Regions from separate parts of the Mus musculus genome. Here regions 1 and 3 are each linked to region 2. The links are chromatin contacts, called in public Hi-C and HiChIP or PLAC-seq maps. All regions are on one chromosome and are shown on one strand. The core of a region is the stretch at or near the end of the contact, and the rest is flanking DNA. Distances in the headings are between cores, read along the strand shown.

What was found. Hi-C and Micro-C count contacts between places; a contact is called where the count stands out from the background. HiChIP or PLAC-seq counts read pairs in DNA pulled down with a chosen protein or histone mark.
Region 1: an H3K4me3 HiChIP or PLAC-seq map of forebrain shows a contact between it and region 2, with 7 times the contacts expected there. The contact joins the enhancer-like site here to the promoter of Zar1 in region 2. A contact is called at or near these places in 4 of 484 Hi-C or Micro-C datasets (the G1E-ER4 cell line, Th2 cells and embryonic stem cells), 3 of 115 datasets of contacts at active chromatin or transcription factors (craniofacial prominence, forebrain and stem cell-derived neural progenitor cells) and 3 of 9 other capture datasets (adipose tissue, liver and pancreatic islet).
Region 3: a contact with region 2 is called in a Hi-C map of myeloid progenitors, with 2.1 times the contacts expected there. The contact joins the promoter of Nipal1 here to the promoter of Zar1 in region 2. A contact is called at or near these places in 3 of 39 promoter capture datasets (macrophages, stem cell-derived epiblast-like cells and trophoblast stem cells), 4 of 484 Hi-C or Micro-C datasets (CD8 T cells, embryonic stem cells, myeloid progenitors and 1 more), 3 of 115 datasets of contacts at active chromatin or transcription factors (embryonic stem cells, memory CD8 T cells and pancreatic cancer cells) and 3 of 9 other capture datasets (adipose tissue, liver and pancreatic islet).

What each region holds. Positions count from the first base shown.
Region 1 is chr5:72,697,644-72,702,014 of GRCm38.p6, forward strand. Txk (TXK tyrosine kinase) reads right to left here. Exons shown (of 15, transcript NM_001122754.2): 13 at 2,966-3,084; 14 at 1,451-1,608. Among named protein-coding and RNA genes, the nearest start is that of Nipal1, 52 kb to the left of the region's middle. Within about 2 kb of position 1,753, at least 23 of the 459 cell types and tissues checked have an H3K27ac peak or open chromatin away from gene starts, as enhancers often do. A contact at or near this core is called in forebrain, where this site is marked.
Region 2 is chr5:72,578,021-72,582,556 of GRCm38.p6, forward strand. Zar1 (zygote arrest 1) reads right to left here and starts at 3,064. Exons shown (of 4, transcript NM_174877.3): 1 at 2,264-3,064; 2 at 406-498; 3 at 252-326. The coding sequence starts at 3,037. It also overlaps the pseudogene Slc10a4l.
Region 3 is chr5:72,646,376-72,650,984 of GRCm38.p6, forward strand. Nipal1 (NIPA-like domain containing 1) reads left to right here and starts at 1,421. Exons shown (of 6, transcript NM_001081205.1): 1 at 1,421-1,558. The coding sequence starts at 1,513.

The DNA of each region.
Region 1 (4,371 bases), core at 503-3,002, 120 kb after region 2:
TTTTATTCACTTACACTCTACAAAAAAAAATAGCTATGGCAGAGTTGGAACTAGAAAAAAAAGGAGCTTTGTATCAATGTGCGTGCGTGCGTGCGTCTGTGCATTGTTTGAGTAAATTTTCTGACTGCAATTTGGACTGTTTCCTTGTTCCTTCTGTGATCTTCCTATTCACCCTTCTTCCTCTCTAGCTCATAAATAATATGTAAGATCACGCTGTTCTGTGCACATGTGCCTGCTTATTAATACTCCTGGACTTGGGACACAGTCATCTCCTAATAAACCCATTCTAACTTTAAAATGTCATGAGCTAAAGATGCATTGTATGCAAATACTCTACCAGAAACCACAGCTTAGCAACGTCTGCAGTAATCGTGTGTTTAATCTTGTGACCTGCAGCAGCCTGGAAGATGGCCTCCTTCCCAGCATCCCAGGGGAGGCTCCTACTTAATACTATTCTCCCAGGAAAAGATCAATGCTTGATGCTCCAAACATGGCATTATAAAGTTGGAAAATTCTAAGTCAAATCACTGCAGCCACCATCTGCATGGCCTAAGCTATTTACATTGTGATGGGAAAGGCATTCCCCCTGTTGCCACTGACAGCTTACGTGACAGTCCTCAGGTCTTTCGTGATTCCTTGTGGAACAGCTAATCATGACTATCTGCATACACTGGGATCATCCTAAATAAAACACTTCTCTGGAATATGAACAATCCCGTTACTCTTGAAATACTGGTTTTTGCAGTGTCTGTGGATTGGGAATCAAACGATGCATGTGAGTTAGTTTGTGTTTCAGGCAGCAGGAGACCACCACCACCACCACCACCAAGCTGTGATGTTTCTGGGCTAAGCCTGCTAACTACCAAGGAGAGCTCTCAACATCACAGTCTGATGAGAGCAGAAGGGCTGTTGAATAGATGCCCAGAAAAGGAGAGGGGAGGGGAGACAGAAACCGACCCCTCTGGCTTCATTCTAAATCTTGTCATTTCAACAAAAAGAGCAACTCCTTAAGTGATGGTTTCCCAAGTGGTGGCTCCCAGCACAGTCTGCCTTTGGTTTCTATTCTGGTTTAATCTCTCTATCAGGAGGAGTCTTACATGCCAGGGAGAGATGAAACCCATTACTTTTAGGCTTGAAAGTGGCAGTGAACAGAAGCAAAGTGCAGTAAATAAAACAGCAACCTCCATATTCTGGGGGGAAGTTCAGCAAACCAGATTCTGTCCTTAATTCTGTCACCCAGTTCTTCAAGATAATGGATCATCTAATCAAGAGGCTTTAGAAACATCCAGTCTCTGCAAGAACCAATCTCCTGCAGACAAGGCTTGGAAACGAGACAAGGCTCAGGGTGAGGGGGCGTCATAAGAGAAGTGGTGCGCTGACTCTCAGGGCATACCAGCAAACAGGCAATTTTGGTTGCCATGGTACAGTCTCAGTAATAAGGGACACCTACCTCATGCCAGCAACTGTACATCACTCTGTATATGGTCATGGGGGCCAGGTGAGGACGATACAGCCGGAAACCTTGAGAAATGGCTTCCACCACTTGCAAATTTGACTTATTTTCAAAAGGCATTTTTCCTTCTGTAAAAACTTCCCACATTAAAACTCCTGCAAAGAAAGCATGCAAACACAAGAGTCACTTGGAACCAAGACAAGGGATTCATTCAAATTGCAAGGCCTTAATCTCCTCCACCCTCAGAAGCCAAGGACATCTCCTCCTCCCACCCTCCCTCAGAAACCAAGGTGCGAGGATCCCCAGACGAGGTTGCTAATCCCATAAGCCTTGAAAGTATAAAGGGAAGGGTGTGGGCTGTGTTTCCTAATCTAGTTGTTAAGTTCAAATTGTCAAGCTGAAAAACAGTTGAGCTTCTGCTTAACTAAACAAGGGAGCTTATTAAACACTCTGGAAACTCAGTGGTGGCACAGAGCCTTTCTGCGGGATGGGAGTTTTGGCTGTATTTGCCTTTTATGTTGCCAGACGTCTTGTTACAGCTTCATGGCAAGAGCTTGCTGGGGAAGGAAAAGACCAAGAGAGCAGAGCTGTGTGGGGAGGTGTCTGACCCCAGACACCAAAGCAGTTACAAGAAGAGTTACAAAGAATGCTACACTCCTCCTTTGGGGGCCCTGTGTTCCATCCAATAGCTGACTGTGAGCATTCACTTCTGTGTTTGCTAGGCCCCAGCACAGTCTCACAGAGACAGCTATATCAGGGTTCTTTCAGCAAAATCTTGCTGGTGTATGCAATGGTGTCAGCATTTGGAGGCTAATTATAGGATGGACCCCCGGGTATGGCAGTCTCTAGATGGTCTATCCTTTCGTCTCAGCTCCAAACTTTGTCTCTGTAACTCCTTCCATGGGTGTTTTGTTCCCAATTCTAAGAAAGGGGTCTGCAACCCTATAGGTGGAACAACAATATGAACTAACCAGTACCCCCAGAGCTCGTGTCTCTAGCTGCATATGTAGCAGAAGATGGCCTAGTCGGCCATCATTGGGAAGAGAGGCCCCTTGGTCTTGCAAACTTTATATGTCCCAGTACAGGGGAATGCCAGGGCCAGGAAGTGGGAGTGGGGGCGGGGGGAGTCTGGGGGACTTTTGGGATGGCATTTGAAATGTAAATGAAGAAAATACCTAATTTAAAAAGAAAAAAAAAGGAAAAAAAAAAAAAAGAATGCTACATCATGGCAAGGCGGTGGTGGCACACGCCTTTAATCAGCACTCCGGAGGCAGGCAGAGGCAGGCAGATTTCTGAATTCAAGGCCAGCTTGGTCTACAAAGTGAGTTCCAGGACAGCCAGGGCTATACAGAGAAACCCTGTCTTGAAACAAACAAAAACAAAAAAACAAAACAAAACAAAACAAACAAACAAAAAAGAATGCTACATCATATCAAAAAACAAACAAGCGAGAGAAGAAAAGAGAAGGCTGCCTTTGTAGCAAACCTAGCGACAGCAAATGCATGCACTCACCGAACGACCAGACATCAGACTTGCTACTGTATTTGTTGAAATGAAAGACTTCAGGTGGGCACCACTTGACTGGGAACTTAGCTCCAGAAGAACTGATATATTCATCGTCCAAAACATACCTGCCACCAGGGGATTCGAGCACACTGTGTTAATGGCCTCCGAGGCCTACCTGCTTCAAACACCTCTGACAGCTCGGATCTGCTAAAACAGCCTTTCCCCTGGAAAGGGCTTGTGCCTCTTGTTTTCTTGATGGCAGACAGGGAAATAGTTCTTTATTTGTTTTCTCCTCTAGAACCAGGTCTCCTTGGATTTCACCGGCTCTCTGAAAACTACAGTTCTACAGTCCCAACACTGGGGAAGTACTTATGTTCTTTAGAGTCCGAACTTAATTCTGCAAAGAAACAGCCCTGTGTTCTAACAGTAAAGGTAACAACAAGGTAGTAAATAAATGATAAGTGAAAAGCCGTACACGTCATAAAACATGGATCCAAATTGGTGCCACATTTTCTCTCACTTACTTATATTTTGTGTGGCACAAAAAAAGGGGGGATAAGTGTGTTCTTATAGAACTTCTGATATGAAAAATATCCAGTATATTATAATGTATGTATATTTTATATAGATTAGAAATAACTTTTCTTAAGACTCATATGCAGGAATATGAAATGCATGGGGAAAGAGACAGCTGGCTTTGGGCTCTTGCATATACAATAATGGTTCTTTTTTACTTATTTATTTATTTATTTATTTATTATTATATCTAAGTACACTGTAACTGTCTTCAGACACACCAGAAGAGGGCATCAGATCCCATTATAGATGGTTGTGAGCCACCATGTGGTTGCTGGGATTTGAACTTCAGACCTTTGGAAAAGCAGTCGTAACCACTGAGCCATCTTTCCAGCCTTATAATGATGTTTTTTAGCTATTTATTATTGCTGTCTTCATGTTCCCACTTTCCCCCACATATTCTATCACCTTTCGCCTTTAGCCCCTCTTCGGTAAAGACTACCTAAGGTTGGAGAGATGGCTCAGTGTTTAAGAACTCTGGCTGCTCTACCAGAGGGCCCAGGGTCTGTTGCCAGCACCCACAGAGTGGCTCACGGCCTTCTGTAACTTCAGTTCCAGGTAATAAGATGCCCTCTTCTGGCCTCTGTAGGTACTGCATGCACGTGGTACACAGACATACATTCAGGTGAAACCCCTCCATACAGAAAATAAAAATAAAGTCGGAAGAGAAAAATGTTTTAAAGGTACTGGTGAATGCCTTTAAATTCAGCACTTGAGAGGCAGAAACAGGATGGTATCTGTGAGTTCTTGGCCAGTCTGGTCTACATAGAGAGTTCCAGGACAGCCAGGGCTACATAAAGAGACCCTGTTTCAAAAGAGAAGACTGTGTAAGAGGA
Region 2 (4,536 bases), core at 1,814-4,313:
GCAAGCCCTTTCTACTGCTAACAAGGTAACAGATGCAAGAGAGGCCATGCAATCAAGTTTTACAACAGCAGAAGGGAGTAAACACCCCATTTCACAGTGGAGGGGACTTTCTACCACCAACCTAGTCAAAAATGAAAAGGAAGGAGGAGGGAAAAGGTAGAGCCTAAAGCTACTGGAAACCACCTCCTTCAGGAAATATACTCAAAGTCGTGCACCAAACCCCTCTTCCAAAATGCAAACGTTTGGTTTACTTGACAGGTGATGTCCTCCACTCTGTAAGGGTTGTAGGATTTCTCACACACTCGGCAGAACTGTTTGAAGTACACCTGCGAGGAGAAAGAGCATCGGCATGGAGCAGACACTCGGCAACACAGCAGAGCAGGAGGGCTGCACGGTGTCTCTTACCTTACTGGTGCCCTGCACACACCACACATAGGCGCTCTCCCACCGGATTTTGCAGTCCTTGCAGTGATAGTAGCCGTACTTCTGCTCTAAGAACTGAACAGCAGGGTACCAGACTTTAAGCAAGTGATGCCCGAGTGACCCTAATTTTCAGAACCTGGGACCACATTCCACTTGATACTTTAAGATTACCGTGGTAGTAAGGTTAGACTTGGGTCAACCTCTAAGTTAACCAGGTGAACTAATAGCTCAATCAAACAAATATGTAAACGGAGGCCAAACAAGATAGTTCATATAGCAGCAGACCGATAAGTGGTTTTTCCCCCCTCAGACAAGGGAGAAGCCAAATCGTGCGGTTTAGAGTTTGGGATTCTTCCCGTGGCATTTTATGTGGGCGATGCATTAGGACACTCACACATGGGAAAGTTGTTATGCCGAAAGAGAAAGGCTCTTCTAAAACCTTTGAAAGTCTTCAACCAATACTAAATTTTCCTTGATGCTAGGTAAGTTTCCAAAAGAGTCCCGCTACCTACCCAAGTCTAGCTCATTTGGTATGAACTACATAGTGTTAGCACCTGGTTCTTAAACTTCCCAAGCTTCCCACTTAGTGACAAACAAGTTGGAAACAAGTTTTTATAACTAAGTCTTTAGGAGTGGCAGGGCTTGGAAGAACTCTTAATGCAATTTTTTATAGGTGAACGACCACCACAGAGGCCCGAAAACTTGGGATTTCTGCCTAAGAGATCACACCCAGCTGTGAACAGCAACCGCCAAGCACTTTTCTATTTTTTCTGACACCCCATTCCACTGCCACCCCAACCTCAAACACACCAGCCTTGAAATGACTGAAAAACAAGGAATGTCTCAGAGTCCTCTCCTGGAGCTCAGGGCTCTCCATTTCTTTGGTGGGGGTATACGACCTACAGCACTCTTTGTGCCTCCTTGTTTGCTAGCACAGGCAGCAACTCAAGACCATCCAACAGCTTAGCAGTGGCTGGCCTCGATGAATGGGGAGAGTGGTTTTTTTTTTCTTTTATTTCTTTTTCTTTTTCTTTTCTTTTTTTTTTTTGTTGTTTTTTTTTTTGGGGGGGGTGTTTTGTTTTTGTTTGTTTGTTTTTTAAGCCAGGCAAGTTTGGGAGAGAGAAGCTTCAGTTGACAGCTTCAGAAACGAAGGGAAGGGGCTGGTATAGAACAAGCCGGCAAGTTAACCAAGACAGATCATCTAGAGGGGAAATAAAAAAAGGAGCCTTGGGAAACCGACTCTCCCCGCAACGAAGTTCAAAAGATTATGTTTCTGCCATGTGTGCACTTATCTTCCTTCAGCCATCTGAAGTTTGGTCCAAACCAGACTGTGCGCATTCTCCGCGGAGACCTCATGTGTAGCGTTTATGTGATCAGAATAATTACAACTGGCATTCCCCAGGAGCAGAGGCTGCCAGTGGGTCAGGACACATATGGGTTGGTTTTTATTGTGTAAACGCCTCCCATTGTATTAACAGGCAGCGGCTGCAAAATCCTATATGCCAAAGAGCTGGAGAGATGGCTCAGCTGTGAAACAACACCCTGTTCTTCTAGAGGACCGTAATTCCGATCCTAAAACTCACATGGTGACTCACAACCATCTGTAAAACGCCAGTCCCAGGGGATCCGACACCCTCTTCTGCTCCCATCTCTCCACTACAACGAAGTGTACAGATACAACATGCAATCAAAACACCAAACATGTTACAAACAAACAAACAAACAAAACCAGACGGATGGCATGGAAGAATTCTATGTTCTGCATCACCCAGAGCCACCAGCTTAGCCCTGAAGGAGCCCTACAATTCTGGAGGCGTCCAGGCCATCAGGCTGGCCTCACCTGGAAACGCAGGCGCTCCTTGTCCTGCTCCGTGCTTTGCGGGGAGGCCTGGTCTCGAGGGGCATCCGAATCACCGGGGTCCTGAGCCATCTCTGCGGCAGGACATGGCTCCTCGCTCCCAGGCTCAGACTGCATCGCCGCCACACTGTTCCGGTCCTCCGGTGGTGGCTGCTGCTCCCACCCGGCCTGCCCTGCAGCCTGAACATCGCCCTCCTCGCTTCGCGGCTGGGGGACCGCTTTCCTCGCGGCCACCTCTCTCGGCTCCGGTTCCCGGGTCCCCGAGGATGCCGGGCTCCCCTCTCCCTTCGTGGGTGTCTGCCTGCCTCCCGCAACCTCCAGTGAGGAGGAGAGGCCACAGAAGGTCACGGACGAGAACGGGGCTACGGTCTGCCAGGATCGCGGGGATCTCCCGGCGCCGGCGTGGCCACGGGGTTGACAGGAACCCGATCGGGCGTCGGGGCTGGCTCGGCACCCTGCAGGCTGCAGCGTGCGGCGCCCGAGTGAACACTGCACCGAGGCGTCGCGGCGCGGGTTCACCTGCACCGCAGCGTCACGGCTGCTGACCGACCGGGGACCCATCCGCGACAGCAGGGCCATGAGCTGTGCCCGCTGGTGGCTGTCGACGTACTCCGCGGCCATGAGCTGTCTGTAGCCGGGGAGGAAGGAGGGGGGCGCGGGTCGGCAGCCCCTGGCTCCGAACCTCCAGCCATCCCCGGCTTTGGTGGCCTGCGGATAAGGATGCGGGCAGGGGTGGAACGTGCTCGCCGGGAACATGGGTGCGTCCCGCGCCTCGCCCGCCCAGGCAGCCATCAGCGCAGCCCAGCTGCCCTCCACGCTGCGTTAAATAGGCGGCCGCGCACTGGTAGAAAAAGCCCTACCACCTGCTGTTGCCATGAGGAGCAAAACCTTCCCCACACTGGTTAAGAGGCGACCCCCACCCCCACTCCCTCGTGGATGCAGAAAAAGAGCTTTCCTTGCTAGCCACAGCAAGGATTTGTAGGGGAACTAGATGAGATGAGAATTCAACCCCAGAATCATCACCGAGATTAGCCGAGCCAGGTGGGCCCCCATGTCTGTAGCTCCAGATGTCTGTCATGAAGAAGACAAGGGAGGCCAGTGTGTCTGATTAGGGAGCAAAATACCAAGGTTAGGAGACTGCTCTGAACCTCTTAGGTTGTCTCAGATCACAGCTCCAGTCTACCAGAGCAGTGGGACAGTGTCCAGCCACAGGCCTTTCCGGAAGGAAAGCCTGTAGCCACAGCCCTTTCCCACGGATGAACAAAGTGGCCCATTTTCTCTCCCTGAGGTGAGGTCTACGCATTTTCCTAAGTAAATCATTCCTTCAGACGATAAATGGAGCTGAGATGCGTTTATACACATACAGGAAACATATGGGGAAAAATGCCTTTCACCCCTGCACAATGTTGATGGCCATTAACAATAGATACTAGATCAAGTAGTCACACACATTAATACGGTTTTCTCTGGCTTGACGATGCAATGCTATCCTGTCGTTTCACTGACCCGTTTTGGACTTTTCTCAATACAGGCTCGCCCTGAACAGAATCGGTTGTTTGTAAGTTGAACAAACCCATGGTTCTGTTTTACAAACATTTCCAACCCCATTTCCTATCTGTAGCAATGCTGGTGGAAATGGAAAAAAACAAAACAAAACAAAAAACAAACAAACAAACAGCACACTACTTAAGCAGAGGACGCGGCACTTTAGCTGATCCAGGTGTAAGCAATATTGGGACACTCTGTTGAGTTAGAAAAACACATGGGTAATACTGAGATACTACATTACAGTGGGAAGAGCAAATCTGTTACAGGAAATGTCAACCCATCTTTATCCCGGATGCGAACCATACTCGCTACCAATGGTCACAAATAGGAAGTGATGTTTCAGCTCCCGTGTATCTCCTCAGTCAGAGGGCGGTCTGGGTGGTCTCCATCATCACTAAGTCATGCGTCCCCACGGTGCCATAGGAGGTGTCTGCCATTTCCTCTTCTTTCAGTTTCTTATAAGAAATATCGGTGTCTTCGTCTTCGTCTAGGGCCTCTCGCTTGTGCAGTATCTCACTTCCGTACATTTTGTAGATCAACACGAAGACCCCTGCCTCGGCAGACTGGAAGAGGGCGTAGAGCAGAGGGAACATGTACATGCTACCTATAAAGCGAGGCGGGAAGTTTGAGAATCGCAGTGCAGAGCTGCACGTTCTGACTTCCTGTTTCCAGACACACAGTCCTCTTGCAGTTGGGCGGGAGGTGGA
Region 3 (4,609 bases), core at 171-2,670, 67 kb after region 2:
CATACACACGTGTGCATTCGTGTGCAAACAAAGAAAACTCATGAATCTCAAAGGAACATTCTCAAGGCTTTTTTTAAGTGAAGATATAAAGCATAAAGTGGAAAATAACAACAGCTATTATCATTTTGAATGCTTTTAATATAAATTAAACAATTTTTTATAAAGTGCTTAGGGTTAGGGTTTGCCACATTGTAACTGATGTTTGTTAAATAGTAAGAAGTACCTGGGATCAGATTTATTATCATTGCCAGTCTATGGTGAAGACAAAACGTGAAATCTGATGTCCAAAGAAAGCATCTAAGTAGATGTCTACTTCACAAGGCTTCCAATTCAAAACTGGCTTAAACCGTCTTTGCCACTTCCACCTGATCCTGCCCCTCCCCCATTCTTTTTCCACAGGTCATGCCCATAGACAAAAAGTATGCATCTTAAACTACTGACTAATTTGGTTTTAAGTTTTGTCTCATAAACCTGAAAACAAGAAAAGCAAGATGGATCTCTGCAGTGAAACTCTTAGGCAATAAAGTTAATTCTAGCTGTTCGTGAATACCTAGAGCCTATGGGGGTACAGCAGTCAAGCGCAAAGGCACCCCAGAAAAACACACAATCTCGGCTCTTCCGGCTGAGGGCTTCAGCAGTAAGTGTGACCACTTCATGAGGCATAATAAATACCTCGTGACTAAGTTACTTCACCGCTTTCTCTACCTTATCCTTATCCCTCACCTGCAAACTGTAGTTAATAAATTGTGCTGTAAATTGTAATGAGTTGACTCATGCATGTTATGTAGTGTACTGCTGGAATATCATGAACTTCAGCGTGGGAACAGGTCTTCTCAGTTTGGGCATTGCTGATCCCTGAAAAGCTTATTTCATATACGACTGGGCGTGGGGATAAGGCAGCTGGGTGGGTGGAGAGGGAAATGCCTGATTGTTGAAAACAGGTAAGCACGGGTATTGTAAGACAAGGAGGACAACGGCGTGCACGAGAGAGCAGAAGCACCAAGCCTGTTCGAAAAAAATCCCAGAATAAACTTTAGCATGGACTCAGCACAGAACTCCAGCAGACAGCGCCTTGTGCCACAAAAGCCAGTGATGAGAAAGACCCACTGACGTTGGCCAGCACTTCGTCTGCTCCAGGACAACCAGAAGGGGGCCTCGGGACAGCCTCTCCATCACTAAATTCCCCGAGTGACTTCGGCAGCATCCACGCTGTAACCTCATCTCCTCCTGGCAGGTGTTTCTGGACTAAGCACCTGTGCAGCTCCCGGGTCCACCCTGCAGACACCGGTGACTGAAGGAACTTCTGCGGCGATGAGCGAGCGGTGGGCGGAAAATGAGCCTCAAACCACCCCATGCCCCACCCAGTCACTCTCATTGGCTGAGCCTGCCACGGGGGCGGAGGCAGCGCACACCCTTCGCTGACTCCACCGATCCGCCGGAACGAAAGCGGGTCCCGGGACACTGGTGTGTGAGAAACTATTGCTAGCACAGAGGAAGCCCGGTCCCCAGGCCATGGGGGTACAGCTGAGGCTGCCACCCGGAGAGCCCTGCCATGAAGGTGAGTGTCAGTCCCAGCGGTGGGACAGTTGGGTCACTTGGGTAGCTGGGAGCCCAGATGCGAGGTCTCAAAACTAGACTCAGAAAAATGTGCGGATTCTTAACGCGCCGTCTTCTAATCATTTAGTATTCCAGTCGTCCAGTCGGCTGTCCCACCAACGGGACAGTAAATACTTAGCTGAGCCCACTGCACTCCAGACTCTGTGGGGAAGCCCAAGTCGGAGCAGGACAGAAGTGACGCCCACTTAGTCCCCCGGCTGGCTCAATGTTGATTACGTCCTACTGAGTGTGTGGCAGGGAAATTCAGGATGCTTGCTGAGGGCAGATTCCAGGGTTTGATCCAGGAGGAGGTTTCCTGGCTCAGCCTCAACTCCGGAGTACATGGCAGAGGGCGTGCCGGGGATCCCGTGGGCTTCCCACAGTGCTCCCTGAACACACTGTGCCTGAGTCCCACGGAGAGATCGCTCAGGTATGACTTACTGGGCAATCCTTTGAGTAGGGTGACTACTCCAACAGGGAACTGGGAGTGCCCTTTTGTTAGTTCTTCCTCAGGGCTAGACTGGGATTTCCAGCCCACACCTTGCCTGGTAAAACCCCTGGGCCCCACCCCTTGACCTTTGCCAGATGTTCCTCACTTCCACTGGCTTCTTGCAGTCTCTACACAGAAGGTCAGAGAAAACTGAATGGAAGTAAGGGGAAAGGTGGGGCAACCTTGGGAAATGTGCATTGCAAACGAAATTATCGGTTTTTTTTTTAATCCCCACTGGTGTCAGGTCATTTCTAACCTACTTGCTAACGACTCAAAGAAGCTGTCTGGTAAGACCTGTGCCTTACAGTGAGTGCTTCCCAGCCTAATGCTACGACCATGTAACTACAGCTCCTCGTGTTGTAGAGATTCGTGTCCTTGCTTCTTGGCCTTTCCAGCTTATAACTTAACGAGGGAATAGAAAGAAAAGGGGGGAGAGACAGAAGAAGAGAGAGGACTCATCAAATCCCAGCTAGTAAGAAAGGGGAAAGGTGTGTAAAAGAAAATGTGCAACAATTCACAAACTATCCCCACATTGAGACCGGTATCCCTAAGGCAGCTGCATCTAGGGTTGTTTCCTAGACAGTCATGCGCTTAGTGGCAGTTGGTCCCTTTTCTAAATAATTCTGGAGCTGCCAAGTCAGATCGTCACTAATGCACCCTGCCCTTGTTTGTTCAAGGATCTGAGAGCAGATTGCACCCACTCATTTGACCTCTGGATATTTTTCCTGCTTTGCTCATGCATTTAGTAACTACAAGAAGTATTGGAGCTCTGTGTCACCCGATGATTAACCGTGCAGGAAGGTACTGGGAAAGATGGGAGAGGCCAATCTGTAATTTCAGTAGTAGGAGACTAGGTTTTAGGCCTAGTGTATCCACTTGGCTCTCTTTCTTCCTCTCTAAAGTAGGAAGAAATCTTGTTGACAGAGTAGGTAGCACTGGGTTACCTCAGGAAATCTACAGGGCAGAACCCTGGCGGGTCTTAAATGGAGTCTGGTTTTCCTTGATTTGTTTGAGGTGATGAACAAGAATCCTGTGAGCCGAGCACTGGCCTAGGTCCTAAAGGACTGTCATCAGTCTGGCCTTCAATGCTAGCACTCCCAATCTGTTTACTACCCTGATGACAGGACATTCCGAGAAGCAAATGACTTGAGAGTGTAGAGCTGTGACAAAGTCTAACAGTCAATGTACTGAAGCTGGAGGTGGTCTGCAGATTGGGTGGCCCAGATCCTCTAGAGAAAGTTTTTAATCTACCCGAGATCAAAATGATGAGCTAATCATGGAGTCTGAGGATAAAGTCGTTTCATAAGATGCCCCCCAAAAGTTACAGTAGTACTTTGATTTTGACTTTTAAAACCATGACTGAATACTTCAAAAGATCTTATAATCCCAAATTATCACAAAATAAAAAGACAAACTTAAATACTCAAAGTTTTTTTTTTCTAATTTGGTTTCAGTACTATTTGCAAGTGTTCTAACAGAACTCAAATCAACTTCAACAGCCAAAACCGCTTTTATTAGCAGAGGAAACACGGCCCTGGGGAAACCGAATGCCAGACTTAACAGCCATCCCCTGGAACACACATTTTGTGTCAGGGACCGTGGAAGTGATGTTATGATGGGCTCAAGGGCAGATATCCTGGGCTGCCAAAAGGACATTCATAAATTCTCACGTCTAAGGAGCTCTTAGCTGACTTGGGGTTCAAAAAGCAAGCTTCAGGCAGAGGAGAATCAAGGGTTTTCAAAGTTTTCTTTCATGGAGTGAAGCCACTTGTCCAGACCATAGCTTGACAACAGAGGGAAAATGCCTGTGATATTTAAAGCTGACCTTTCCTGTCTTCCTGACCTGAATGTCTTTGGTTTTAAGAAAAGAAATCAGGAGCTAGAGAGATGGCTCAGTGGTCAAGTGCACTGACTGCCCTTTCAGAGGGCATGAGCTTGATTACGGCAGCCACGAGACAGTTCGCACTCATCTATAACTCTAGTTCCAGGGTATCAGACACCATTTTCTGACCTCTGAGGATACCAGGCATGTATGTGGTGCACAGACATACACACAAGCAAAACACCTATATACATAAGACAAAAATAACTTCAGAAAAGTTTAAGATGAGGCAATTGAGGAATAGTGACTCAGAATTGGCTGTATCCTTTTCTGTTTCTATACTGATATGTATGTGTGTGTCTGTGTGTCTGTGTGTGTGTGTGTGTGTGTATCTTGAAAATTCAAAACATTCCTATAGAACATATCCGTTCACATTCCTGCATAACTAAATTCTGTAGTTTTGGTATCCATTTTTACAGATACAGAAAGTGAACCAGAGAACTTAAAATGGCTTCATAGTTAGTGTTCAATGAAACATGGCATTCCTTGGGCCTGTATTTCACCTGTAGGTGCATACAGTACTTTGGATGGTGCATCTTTTCTGAATTCACATTGCAGCCTTTATTCCAGTGTGGCTGGAGTGAGGAATGGGGCCTCGGAGAAATACCTTATAAGATCAGGGGCCATCGTGCAAGAAACTA